3 separate regions of the Danio rerio genome follow, and regions 1 and 3 are each linked to region 2. The links are chromatin contacts, called in public Micro-C maps. All regions are on one chromosome and are shown on one strand. The core of a region is the stretch at or near the end of the contact, and the rest is flanking DNA. Distances in the headings are between cores, read along the strand shown. Region 1 holds the start of arhgap10 (Rho GTPase activating protein 10). Region 2 holds the start of fam193a (family with sequence similarity 193 member A). Region 3 overlaps arhgap10 (Rho GTPase activating protein 10).

What was found. Hi-C and Micro-C count contacts between places; a contact is called where the count stands out from the background.
Region 1: a contact with region 2 is called in a Micro-C map of caudal fin, with 4 times the contacts expected there. The contact joins the promoter of arhgap10 here to the promoter of fam193a in region 2. A contact is called at or near these places in 2 of 18 Hi-C or Micro-C datasets (caudal fin and hematopoietic stem cells) and 1 of 4 datasets of contacts at active chromatin or transcription factors (embryo).
Region 3: a contact with region 2 is called in a Micro-C map of caudal fin, with 4 times the contacts expected there. The contact joins the enhancer-like site here to the promoter of fam193a in region 2. A contact is called at or near these places in 2 of 18 Hi-C or Micro-C datasets (caudal fin and hematopoietic stem cells) and 1 of 4 datasets of contacts at active chromatin or transcription factors (embryo).

What each region holds. Positions count from the first base shown.
Region 1 is chr1:39,892,571-39,897,054 of GRCz12tu, reverse strand. arhgap10 (Rho GTPase activating protein 10) reads right to left here and starts at 1,622. Exons shown (of 23, transcript NM_001045250.1): 1 at 1,191-1,622. The coding sequence starts at 1,344. It overlaps prmt9 (protein arginine methyltransferase 9), which reads left to right and starts at 1,551. Exons shown (of 13, transcript NM_001130767.1): 1 at 1,551-1,665; 2 at 2,815-3,017; 3 at 3,187-3,335; 4 at 4,363-4,484. The coding sequence starts at 2,820.
Region 2 is chr1:40,405,744-40,410,282 of GRCz12tu, reverse strand. fam193a (family with sequence similarity 193 member A) reads right to left here and starts at 2,966. Exons shown (of 23, transcript NM_001328395.1): 1 at 2,658-2,966. The coding sequence starts at 2,801.
Region 3 is chr1:39,979,238-39,983,734 of GRCz12tu, reverse strand. It overlaps arhgap10 (Rho GTPase activating protein 10), which reads right to left. Exons shown (of 23, transcript NM_001045250.1): 18 at 3,299-3,458. Among named protein-coding and RNA genes, the nearest start is that of prmt9, 86 kb to the right of the region's middle. Within about 2 kb of position 3,199, at least 1 of the 62 cell types and tissues checked has an H3K27ac peak or open chromatin away from gene starts, as enhancers often do. A contact at or near this core is called in caudal fin, where this site is marked.

The sequences.
Region 1 (4,484 bases), core at 373-2,872, 510 kb after region 2:
GTTATTAATTTTCACTTCGAGATTTTTTAGGCTAAATTGCCCAGCCCTAATAATAATAATAATAATAATAATAATATCACAACACATAATAAAACAACACATACAAATTCGCTTGTCATTTGCTTGTCTAATAATTTCTTGAAGGAATCTTGAGTTAACTAAATAACCTAAGATTCTAGCAATGGTCAAATTATCAGAGAAGTGTGTTATTACTGGTTGCTGGTTTTTGTTTTATGTTTCCTACACTTTAAGCCAAGTAAAACTAAGCTAACCAGGCCATCATTATGATGTGGGCAGTGGTTGTGTGGGCATATGCATCATGATTCTTCAGGCCTGCACATCTTAATTTAGCCATACAGTAGACCATAATCTGGGAACTGTGAAACAATTCGAAAAAGAAAAAGAGAAACGAAACACCCAATATAAAATAAACATGCCGCAAGTCATCTTTTTCTCATTTGCAAAAATACGTCATGCTATCAGAACAAATACTCATAGTAAAGATAAGTCAAACCAGACCCTAATAATTCAAACAAGTCCAAAAATGGTCTGAACATCCAAGACATAAAACACAGGTTTATTTTTAGCCTTTTTTTCCTGCTCGCTTCTAAACTCTCGGAAAAAAGCCGACATGAATAAATCCACACACAGGCCAATAGTCATGAAATGTTTACAATAGGCCAAACACGTGGAGGTGAAGAAGAGGGTCACATGACAAAGGTGATAAGCCTCATAAGAAACATACAGAACTGCTGATTTGACTTGAGAAAGCTTATACTGCCTTTTAAAACAGCTGACTTGAGTGCTGCAAAGATCCTTAATGCAAACTGATCAAAATGCAAACTTGAAACACCTGACGATTTGCACATAATTAGTGTGAATCATAACACACACAAAAAAAAACGGGTGAGGTCAGCAAGTGTTATGCCACGCAAGCTCATTTTATATACACCAAATGAACGGTGTGCTTTTTTAACCTAGCAGTTTTTTAACCTCTCGAGTAGTGGAAACAGTAATGACATGGTGATGACCTTGACCAAACACACAAAAACGTCCTGATTGGAGTTGTTGATATTAAATTACACTTGTATAACATGAATAAAACATTGACTAAATGGAAAATTGTCTCTTCATTTGATACACAATTCTTTATGGATTTTAAAGCAGAGCCAAAATGACAGGACACTTACGTTTGGTGGCATTGATGAGATTCTTTCCATCTTTGTACAACTCTTTGATGAATCTGCCTGTTTTTTCCAGCTCTGCTTCATGAGCTTTGATTTTGTCCCTGAAAGCAGGACTGTCCAGGTAACATTCACTGAACTCCAACGGGTGTAAACCCATTTTTACTGGACTCAGCTAGTTTAAAGACTAGCTAGCGTTTAAATCCCGTTACAAAGAGACCAGCGAATGAATAAATACAAAAAATGGTCAAATCAAGAAGCTGAATAAAAAGGCTGTTGTTAAAAAGTCGTTTCTAACGCGTGCTCGTGTATTTTAGGAAGACTAACGTTAAACGCGTCGGGACTCCTCTTGGGAATGGAACTCTTTCCAAAGGCGCACGAGTAAACTTAGTCCTGGCTGGATTAAGTAAATCCCGGGTTTAAACTCGTGTATGATAAGATAAAACAGCTCTGGGCTACACCGATATCGCTTGAAATAGAGGTAATAATATCCAGTGTGGTTTTTGGTCCGCGAATGACAGTCGAGCGCGAGTCTCCTCCCGCGTGCAGGACTCCGGGGCTTTTTCTGCCATCACGTCATCACGCTTGGCTCTCTGGAAAATCGGGATTTTTTTGAGGGGGAACAACGGAGTGTGGGCAGTGATGCTATGGGAATTTACACATATAGCTTATGTAGTCATGTAAATCACTCAGGATAATTCTATTTTTGTTTTCTACGTAAATATTTTAATAAGACAAGACGAGTGGCTTTATCGGAGTCAGTAGAGTGTGAAAATGATATGTGGAACTCTAAAATAGCGGATGTTGTTTCCGTCGGCGTGTTTAAACGGAACGGACCTGCAGTGCAGTGCAGAAGCAGAGCTTTAGGAGAAAAGCTGTTTTATTATTATATATATAGAGATATTTGAAATATGTTTAAAGCGCAGTTTAGAGTGTAAATCCAGCGACAGGTTGGAGTCGCTTGAATTCTGAAAACTAGCAAGCGGAAACAGGTAAAATAAGCTGTAAATCAACGTTATCTCCTTAATAAAAATAGAAAATATTGAAAGAGTGATGGTGGATGAAATATAAAATTATGCATGTTAAATGGAAAATGCAACAATTCTGGTTTCGTATTTCTACAATATTTGATGTAGTGGTTTTATTCTGCTGCATGGAAACGTTTTTTTTTTCATATAAACTATTAATGAAAGGCAATTCTTAATTAAAAACGAGTCATTTTCAGATCGTTGTTTGGTCACATATAAGTTACTTTACAGAACTACTTACTCCAGTATACCTAAACTGACACAAATGGAACAAACACAAATGGAAAAACTAAAAAGAAAGTTCATAAACAATAAATAAGCAGTGATGAACTTTGTTTATTTATTTATTGAACTTTTTTTCAGAAATCAATTCTTAAGATATTTTTGATTAGGTAGATGTATATTGATTTAAGAATGTTTGGGAAGTTATAATAGACATGGCAAAAATACTTTTGATATTTTAAATTATTTGACTATTTACTTATTAATTGAAGTTTATTTTTCATTATTTATTTATTTATCATTATTGTTATTATTAATATTTGCAATGCATTTTTTTTCAATTAACCAGTTGTTTGTGATCTTGATTTTGTCCTTCACAGAAGAGATGCCTAATGCCACTACAAGACCAAAGAGAACGAGGCGTCATAGACGAGCTCAGAGGGAAGATGCTGCAAGAAATGAGCTGGTGTCAAGATCCTTGGAAAGTGCTCAGCAGTGTCTGTTCAGTGAGGACTATGGCACTGCTTTTGTTCACTATCTGTTAGTTCTCAACCTTGCTCCAGCTTTGAAAGACTTTGCTAATGTAACTTTTTTTTTCTTCCATCCCTCCTTAATTATTTAATCACTGTTTAATTTCTGATCAGTCTGTGGAGTACAGAAATGTGGAGTTTAGTGATTTATTTTTGATATAGATTCAAACATTTTTTTAAAGTTTTTTTAACGCTTTTTTTTTTTTTTTTTTGTATTTACAGGAGTCATTTAGATTTACCTTGTTTAAATGGGCAGAAGAGCTGGACTCTCTTGGACGTATCCAGGACCTCTTTGATTGCTATGAACAAGCTATGGAATTGTTTCCTGTAGATGAGATTATAGTGAACAGCATGGGAGAGCACCTCTTCAGGTTTTGTTTATTTTTATTCATTTATTTATTGCCTGGTCTTGCTCTTGTTGTTTAGTGGTTTTAAGATAACAAATATATATATATATATATATACATTATAAAAAAATATATTATTTATTTATTTTTTTTTTTTTACAAATTGTACTTGCATATCTATAATTAGTGTATAAAGTAAACACTTTGGTTCAAAGATTTATGGTTAATATTACATTTTGTTTCTTACAGGAGTGTATTTATTTGATCACAAATACAGACATATTAAATAATATTTTGCTATTTTAAATAGCTGTTTTCTATTAAAATACGTTTAAATAATAAAAATCTATATTTTAAATATAATATAAATGTAATAATATTATAATAATATTATTAAATAATATTCATGTGAATGCAAAGCTACATTTTTAGTTTTCAGTAGTCATCACTCATTACAGTATTCAGTATCATCTCTCTTCAGAAATCCTTGCACATATACAGTCAAAGCAAAAAATATTAGCCCTCGTATTGGTAATGACATTTCACACTATTTCCTTTTATATATCTATTTTATTTTTGGGGAAAGCCTTATTTCTTTTCGCTTTTCAGCTCAAATACAAAAAAAATCTATTTTTAATCATTATATATAAATTAATTACATATATATATATATATATATATATATATATATATATATATATATATATATATATATATATATATATATATATATATATATATATAATTGACCACAGAACAAACCATTATTGAGCAATAACTCATCTTATTAACCTAACTTGCCAAGTTAGCTAAAGTAACCCAGCTAAGCCATTAAAGTGCACAGAAATCTAAATACTAATCTCTTGATCACTAGTGAAATATTATAATATTTACTGTCATTATGGCCAAAGACAACAAATAAGTTATTAGAAATTGGGGGGAAAACTAAATAAAAAAAATACATATTTTTTATTTATTTAATTTAATTTAATTTAATTTTATTAGCTGACTCCAGACTTCGAAGTTTGACTTTTGTTTCTGTTTATTTCAGAATGGGATTTCGGGATGAGGCTGCTGGCCATTTTTACAAAGCCCTTAAACTGCGGCCAGACTTTCCAGAGGCGAAAGAGAACTTTTACCGCGTTGCCAACTGGTTGGTGGAGCGCTGGCACT
Region 2 (4,539 bases), core at 1,717-4,216:
CATTTTAGAACAAAAATGATTCACATCTACGCTATGTTTTACCTGGCATTTCTGAACAGCCCTCTGTACGCTGAAAGCGCACATCACGGGACCACACACACACACACACATACACACAGAGCCACACACACTGTCATGCGCTCATCCGAGCTTCAGAAAGCAGTGCACGTCAGTTTATCAAGGATGTACCGCTGGATCACGTCTCACTAAAGTTGTTAAACATGATGTTTAATTCATCTTGTCTCTAACAACTTATCGGCCTTTTGAATCTATCAGGTAACATGTCACAGCGTCAGTACACTGCTTCAATCTTTCACTTTCAGTCCTTAGTAATTTTAAGACCTTTTTTACCAACCAAGTTTGTGGACGCCGTTATAACGACACAGTCCTGTGGAAAAAGTGATTGACAGGTGCTAATTTGTGTGTAACTTATATCTTTATTTATTTATGATTTGTTTATGGGTAAAACAAAGACCATGCGGGTCAGGTAGTTAAAACAGTAGACTACAAATAATTAATTAGTTATTAATTAATTAATTAATTAATTAATTATTGATAAATATTTTATTCACCTCCGCCTATGACGACCATCGCAATGTTTCACATAAGATATCGAACGATACCAAATTTTTCGACATCGCCCAACCCTACTGCAAATACAACAATCTGTATGTTCTTAAAAGACATTCTAAAGGCTTACATAAGATAACAATATCAAGCATCTTCACGTTGTATTGCATTACCAGTGGTGAAAAACAGTACTGCAAAATCATACTAAAGTAAAAGTACCATTACTTTTCTAAAAATGTAGTGCAAATAAAAGCATCTGTTGTAAATACTACTCAAATATGAGTAAAAAGTAAATCTTTCAAAAGTACTCAAGAGTAGTGAGTAGCGAGTATTACGCTGTAGAATGCTGATGCATTTACATCTATTTTGTGGATTTGTGTAAACGTAACATTCTGTAGTGCATTTAGTTATTGCCCACCAGGCACACAATGCCATAAGATGCTAATATTTGGATAGATTTAGGTCATGACTTCAGGTGACAAAAATTCAGTGTCTAGCCAGCGTCTAATTGCACGTTCACACCGAAGGCAGTGAGAGCATCAAAGGTCGCTCTGGCCGCCCTGGCGACAACACTGTCTGCTATAGTTTATTATTACTATAGCTCATTACCATAAAATTTGCTTTATTTCAACTCTCCCCGACGCCCACATTGGCGAAGACGCACGACACTGCTCCTCAATGCCAGCTCCCATTGAAAATTAATGACTTTCAGCTACTTTGACGTTCCTGCTACTTTCGGTGTGAACGTATAGTAAGTACAATGTTATTTTGATGTCCAATAACAACGTCAAATTATGATGGTTTTTGGTTGATTTTAAATTGTGTTAGAAAGTGACCAAAGTCCAACGTTAAGCCAACATCTTAAACCAACATCCTATTGATTTGAAATACTGACATTTATTTGTCAGGTATGGCAACCAAAATGCAACATCGGATGAATGTCAGTGGTAACGTCCACACAAGTTTTAACATCATTAGACATTGATATTTGTTTGATTTTAAATTGGACGTTTTTTAATCGCCATAGACAAAAAAAATTTGTTAGTGACTGCAGTTTGAAGGAAAGTAATGGAATAAAAGTACCGATACAGCACTAAAGATGTACTCAAAGGAAATTAAAAGTACACGTTTTTAATACTACTAAGTAAATTATAATTCTTAAGAAAAACTACTTAATTACAGTAATTTGAGTATTCTTAATTTGTTCCTTTACACTACTGTATATTACTGAATATCATCAGCACATGTCTATATAAAGTAAGAGCTAACTCAGCTAAGTGACATTACATAATATCACATTTATTTCCAAAGGACAAACTTTGCACAAGCCTCAACTAAAAACCACTGACAGGCGTATAAAAGGGTTTGTTGACATTTACGCTGATTATTTTGAAGCACTTCCGGTTTGTTCATACCTGACACCACTACTGGAGTTCAGAAGGGCAGTTGTTGCATTAATAAATGACAGAATAAATAAGTAAATACATAAATGTTTTAGAATACATAATAAGTCTGACATTTCCTTTTAGAAAAACAAATGAATGAGCACTTGCAATGAGAACCATTTGATCGTAAATGGCAAAACACATGGTGGGATTTAGCATTAGGTCTTTTTACCTGTTATCTACAGTGGAAAGCAGTTCATGAACAGTGACACTTTCGGTTAAAAGGCTATATTTATTGCTACTTTTTTTCCATTAAGTAAGGATGATAACATCATAAACATTCAAATAACGTTACATCTGTAAACACTTCAGCTTACAGCATATAGCGCTTGTCAAGTTAGCTTCACAACACTTCTAGTGACACAAAATTTATTCAAACTTCCACATACACTGCACGAAAACCCTCTGAACATCCTTTCCGCACGTCTCTACAGTTTTCCTCCCATGTTTCTGTGATCAGACCAGGAACTGTTTAAGATTAAAGCTCCAGATCAGAGGAGCTCAGCTCGGGCTCCATGTAAACGTGAGATCAGCTCCAGTAGCTCTCCTAGGCCTGCATTAACAAGAATTGTGAACTAAACTACACTGTAGTCAAACTCTGATGCACTATTAACCGCCCCGCATGCCCAAGTCGCGGCTCACCTCTCCGTTGAGGCTGGGGATGGTGCTCGGGTCTCCGTGTGCACTGCTGCTGGAGGGTGTTGGCGGAGCTCCGGCCTTCCCTGCGCCGCCGCCCCGCTTATTCTTCCTGCGCTTCGCTCCGCGTTTGGCGTCTGTAGGACTCATTTCCAGCCCACGAAAATCCCCGACAGCGTTCCGTCAGTAAACCGCGGGGTCTCGGGTGCAATGCCAGGCTCTGGCGCTGCTGATACGGTTAAAATGTAGCTGTTTTGAGAGATATAATCTAAGAGCCTGCCGACCTGCTCACAGTATAGCAGACTTCAAATTCCAATATGGCCGACTCAACAGGAATTGGCCAATGGCGTTTACGACATGACGCAATGGGGTGCGCTTGGGGCTTGTGGGTATTCGAGTCACAAGAAAACGCAAACAAGGTTTGTTTACATGTTGTGTGTTGGTGCTCGGTGAATGTGGTTGTTAAAAAATGCAAGTCCTTAAGGAATTGTGTATGAAAATATAAATATAATTTCTGTGTAATCGAAAGAAGCTCTTTATCAATCATTTAAATTATTTTATTTCCCATCCAGCTTTTGAGTTTTACAGTTGTTGTTTTTGTTTTTCTAATTCTTATTTTATGATTTTATGGTATAGTAAATATGTATTTTATCTATTTTGCCTATTTATTTTTTGTTATTTTCCAATCGCCATAGTCGGAAATATCATTAGATGGCGCCATTTTACGTTGATATAACAGTATATGAGGCTATTCTGCAGTTATTATACAAAATAGTTGACTGCTCAATTCACTCAGGCTATTTATAAAATGAATGTGGTGTTTGTTAGAGATATTTCTGGCTTCTCTCAGCTTCCTCACCTGTGATCCATGGGTCAAATTTCCCCCATACTAAAGCCCATTAAAAATTCATGAATTTTTGATTGTGGTGCAGCAAATGCTACTGTACGTGTAGTTTCTTTTATTCTTTGTTACTAGAGTTTATAACGTAAATATGTTTTTAGAAAATAAGCGTTAAATAACATAAAGAGTAATTAATAATAATAACTAATACGAAACTAGTAATAACACATTCCACCAAATAGGTGCCTTTTCTTAATATGTATTATGCAAGAAAAAAAACTCAAACACACGTTATTGATAAGAAAAGTGTACTTTATGCTGCCCAAACAACAAATTTAATCTTTAACATTTAAAAGATTGATTAAAAACTACCTAAAACACTGAAAATGTACGTTTGATTTTTTTTTACATTTTACTGTAAAATATAATCATTAAAATCTTAGATTATTATTATTTTTTTTGCATTATGTATCTTATCTTTGCCTCAAATACATGTATTAATATATATATTATATTATTCGCAAACTGTGCGAAGCTTCTGGAATTTTAATGGACAACCATGTAGGTTCTACAGAGACGAGAGAGAGAGAGAGAGATAGAGAGAGATAGAGAGAGAGAGAGAGAGAGAGAGAGAGAGAGAGAGAAAGAAGAGAGAGAGAGAGAGCTTCAAAAGAGTGGCAATTCTATGAGCAAAGATTCCTTGTAGATGCCAGAAGTAAGATGAGAATGTCCAGATTGGTTCAAACTGATAAAAAGGCAAATGTAAAGGAGAACTCATTACAACCAAGGGCTGCTAAAGCGCAACACAGAATGCACAAAACATCTAACATTGAAGCAGATGTGCAACAACAGCAGAAGAGAAGCAACCCTGTCTGCTAAAACTGAAGCTACAATTCACACATGCAAAAGATGGTTGAGAGAAGGTTACAGGGTTTGAAGAATACTGGTTTCTTCTGCAACATTGGGAGATTAGGGTAAAAATTGGGTGTTAATACAAAAAGCATGAATCCAACCTGCATCTGTGGTTCAGGCTTGTGCTGCTGGTGA
Region 3 (4,497 bases), core at 1,950-4,449, 430 kb after region 2:
AAATAAACTGTTAACGACTAAAACTGAGGGAGATTTGACTGAATGGCCATCAAGAAACTTGCTTGCATAATAATTTGGTCTTGATTAGATTCACGCAGTGTTTACATCTGAAGCCCAAATGGCCGGTGTGAGTGACGGAGGTTAACAGAAGTGTGGAAGTCTCGACAGGTATGAACAAAGGAATGAGAGAGCTGCGAGAAGGGATAGAAATCTGATACCGCTGTGAAATTCTGCAGACGACAGCAAAGCCTGCTCTCTCTCTCTCTTTCTCTTTTTTCCATCTCGGTCTTTGCCCATTTCTCTCTCGCTCAGACTTTCTACTTGGTCTTTGCCGTCCAGCTCTGCCTCGCTCTTGTTACCCTCTCACCCTTCTCTCTCTCTATCTCTCTCGTTGCCCTCGGTCTCCACACTTTCCCCCCTCCTCGTCTCTTCTTTGTCTCGCAACTTTTTCCAACTTCTCTCTCCATCTCTATCTCTCTCTACAGATGGAGCTGAATGCAAAACACTGTCTGCTGAGTGCATCTGGGGGTATCAGCAGTCTGGAGAGGAGCTAATCAGTCTGCTGCTCTGCAGAGTCATTCCTTCTCCTGAATCTCAACTCTGCTCACTTATTTCAGCGTTCCTTAAAAACAACGTCAAGGTCATGCACAGTCTCATTTTGTTTTAGGAAAGCTGGAAATTAAACATTCATCTCAAATTTTGCATGCTGTTTTGATGAGCTTTTCAGAACACTTGATTAAAACAAAAAGGAAATAAATATTTGCATGATTCATTAATATATAATATGTATGCATGTTGTAGCTTAGCTGAGTGAAGTTGGTTGAAAGTGCTTGGTTTCATTCAAATAAATATCATATAAAAAATATGTAATAATAAATAGCAAATACATTTCTACAATGATTCCAAAAGACTAAATTGCTATAATCTGCATAACAAAAATAATAAATAAACAACTAAATAATTTAGTGACAATTCACTCACAAAAGGCTGCACATGTTTTGATTTGGATGAATCAGCATTTTCAGATGTTTTACAAATCTCTTGCATGATTATGATTCGATGATATTTTAACATACACATCACCACTTTCTGTCTTTTAAATATATCCATTACAATGTTTATTTAAAGCAAAGTTAATATCAACAACATTTTAGAGTTTGATTGCTAGAGTAGAGAGCTGTTCTTATATTCATTTACATTTACATTTAGTCATTTAGCAGATGCTTTTATCCAAAGCGACTTACAAATGAGGACAAGGAAGCAATTTACACAACTAAGAGCAACAATGAATAAGTGCTATAGGCAAGTTTCAGGTCTGTAAAGTCTAAGAAGGGAAGTATTAGTAGTATTAGGAATTTTTTTTTTTTTTTTGGGTACAGTTAGTGTGATATTCAGAGAGGCAATTGCAGATTAGGAAGTGAAGTGGAGACTAAATAGTTGAGTTTTTAGTCGTTTCTTGAAAGTAGCGATTGACTCAGTGAGCGTGAGCGTTTGCGAAAGTGATTTCTTCCCTCTTTGGGATGGAACCACGAGGCGACGTTCATTCACAGAACGCAAGTTTCTGGAGGGCACATAGATCTGCAGAAGTGAGAGCAGATAAGAAGGAGCAAGACCAGAAGTCACTTTGTAGGCAAACATCAGAGCTTTGAATTTGATGGGAGCAGCAACTGGCAGCCAGTGCAAACGGACTAGCAGCGAAGTGACATGTGCTCGTTTAGGTTCATTGAAGACCACTCGTGCTGCTGCATTCTGGAGCAGTTGAAGAGGCATGATAGAGTTAGCTGGAAGCCCAGCTATTCAAACTTTAATAATAATAATAATAATAATAATAATAATAATAATAATACTAAAACATTTTAATAGTAATATTAAAAATATATATAATAATAATGGTAAGCAAAATTGTCCATAGTGTATGTATGTCTGCGAATGAGTGTGTATGGGTTTCCCAGTGATGAGTTGCGGTTGAAAGGGTATCTGCTGCGTAAAAAATAAATGCTGGATTCTGCTGTGGCAACCCCAGATTAATAAAGGGAATAAGCCGAAAAGAAAATGAATGAATGAATGAATGAATGAATGAATGAATGAATGCATAAATAATAACTTAAAATGAACAAATTATAATAAACAAATAAAATAAAACAAAACTTTTAATAATATTAATAATAATAATAATAATAATAATAATAATAGTAATAATAATACTACTACTAATAATAATACAATTCAAAACTTAAACAAACAAACAAATAATAATAATAAACTAATAAAATAAACCAAAGCGTCAAATAATAATAATAATAATAATAATAATAATAATAATAATAATAATAATAATAATAATAATAATAGTAATAATAATAATAAAACAAAGCTTAAACTTTAAAAAAAAATAATAGTAATAATGAACAAATAAAATGAAAAAATGTAACAATAACATAATAAAACAAATCGGTTAATAATAACAACAATAATAATAATAGCGATAATAATGAGAATAATAAACAAATAAATTAATATTCAACAAAACTTTGATTAATAATAGTTTTAATAAAGCAAAACCTTAAAATAAAATAATAATACACAAATAAAATAACAAAACTTTTAATAATAGTAATATTATTATTAGTAATAATAATAATAATAATAATAATAATAATAATAATAAATAAATATAATAATAAAACGTTTTTTAAACAACAACAACAACAACAATAATAATAATAATAATAATAATAATAATGTTATTATTATTATTGAACATTTTGTTTTATTATATTACTGTTACATTTTTTATTTATTATTATTAAATAAACAACTTTAGGCAACCCTAAAAAAATTTGCAAAGATCTAATCAGCCAAAGTGACTAATAGATGCCAGTGTTTATTTTGAAAGCTGAACTGAAATATGATAATCTGTCACAACATTGCACATAGTATGAAAGCAATTCATCACCCCGTTTCAGATGTAGGCTAAATAATTCAGAGATTATGAAGTAATCCCACTCTTTTTGCCTTTGTCCCTCAGAATGAACCCCATTTAAGGATTAACCAGATTACTGTTACTAAAGCTGATTAAGTCAGTGTTTTAACCTGTATTTTAGTCAAATGAGAATGTTGCTCCAACTGTATTTGAGCCATCAGAAAGAGAAGCCAACTAAATAGCGGCCAGTCAAAAAACACATAGCTCCCCCTGCTGGCTGCAGATAAAAGTACTTCAACTTTAGTATAGCATAACGTTAGAGAGTTTGAAAATCAATAAATAAAACTCACTCATTATGTGTAACTTGTCGCTCACCTTTTCATGCTGTTCTATGAGAATTTCCACCACAATGTTCTGGAACTTGAGGTCCATTATGGCTGCAACGGTTTCTTCCTGTGGCCTCATGAGTGTGGGGCCAAACACTACACCTAGATTCGCCACCGTCATCAGGTTCTGTTTGCTGTTGGCAGCAACACTACACACACAAACACACAAAGAAAAGCAGAAATTAAATTAAACAATAATCACGATAAATATAAGAAAAGAACTGACTCGCATTTTATAAACAATTGAGTTTGATAGGGTGTTTTGATTCTGACAGTAAATGCAGTTTGCCTCCAATTATAAAGTATAAACACAATCTTCAATCTCACTGCCAATGATCACTGCCTAATTCACTCTAGCTGTAATATTTATAGACATTACAAAATGAGAGAGAGAGAGAGGTTGATTTATGACATAAATAACTTACATTAGGGAGGAGAAGGTTGGCAGAAAAATCTAAAACTTGATTTGTCTCAAGATTTCCTATCTTTTTTTTATTCCTGTTAATATGTTTCCTAATTTAAAGGGTAAATTGAAAACCTGCATGATGAATGACTCAAATGGAAAAAATAATGAAAAAAAAAAGATGATGGTGAATGCATTTTTTCTATATGTATATATATATATATATATATATATATATATATATATATATATATATATATATATATATATATATATATATATATATATATATATATATATATGTAATTGATTGATTAGGGCTGTGCGATTTAGTGAAAATATCTACTTGCAATTTTTTGGACAGATATTGTGGTTTCGAGTTGATTTGCGAGTCAAGCTTTAGCTCAATAATCTGTATCGTGGCTTCTTACTGCTAAAATTCAATTTTACATTTATTCAAATTAAATTATAAATATTCAGATATTAAACAAATAATCTTACCTAACCTTTCTTGTAAACAAGTTGAACTCAAACGAGGGAGATAGTGTAGCTTTTTATAAAAACAAAATAAAAACAATAATTTTATAAAAATAAAGAACACTCAGCAAACTAACATGGCTGAAACAACCAATTGTACTTTGAAACTGTATTTTGTTTTTGCCTGCTACTAGATTAAGTGTCCCTGGCAATACATTCAATTGACTTTTTAGCTTTTTAGATGCTGGTTGTTGTATTTTATCGTACTGTGGCAACAAGTCTATGACACTTTTACAAATTATCTGGGT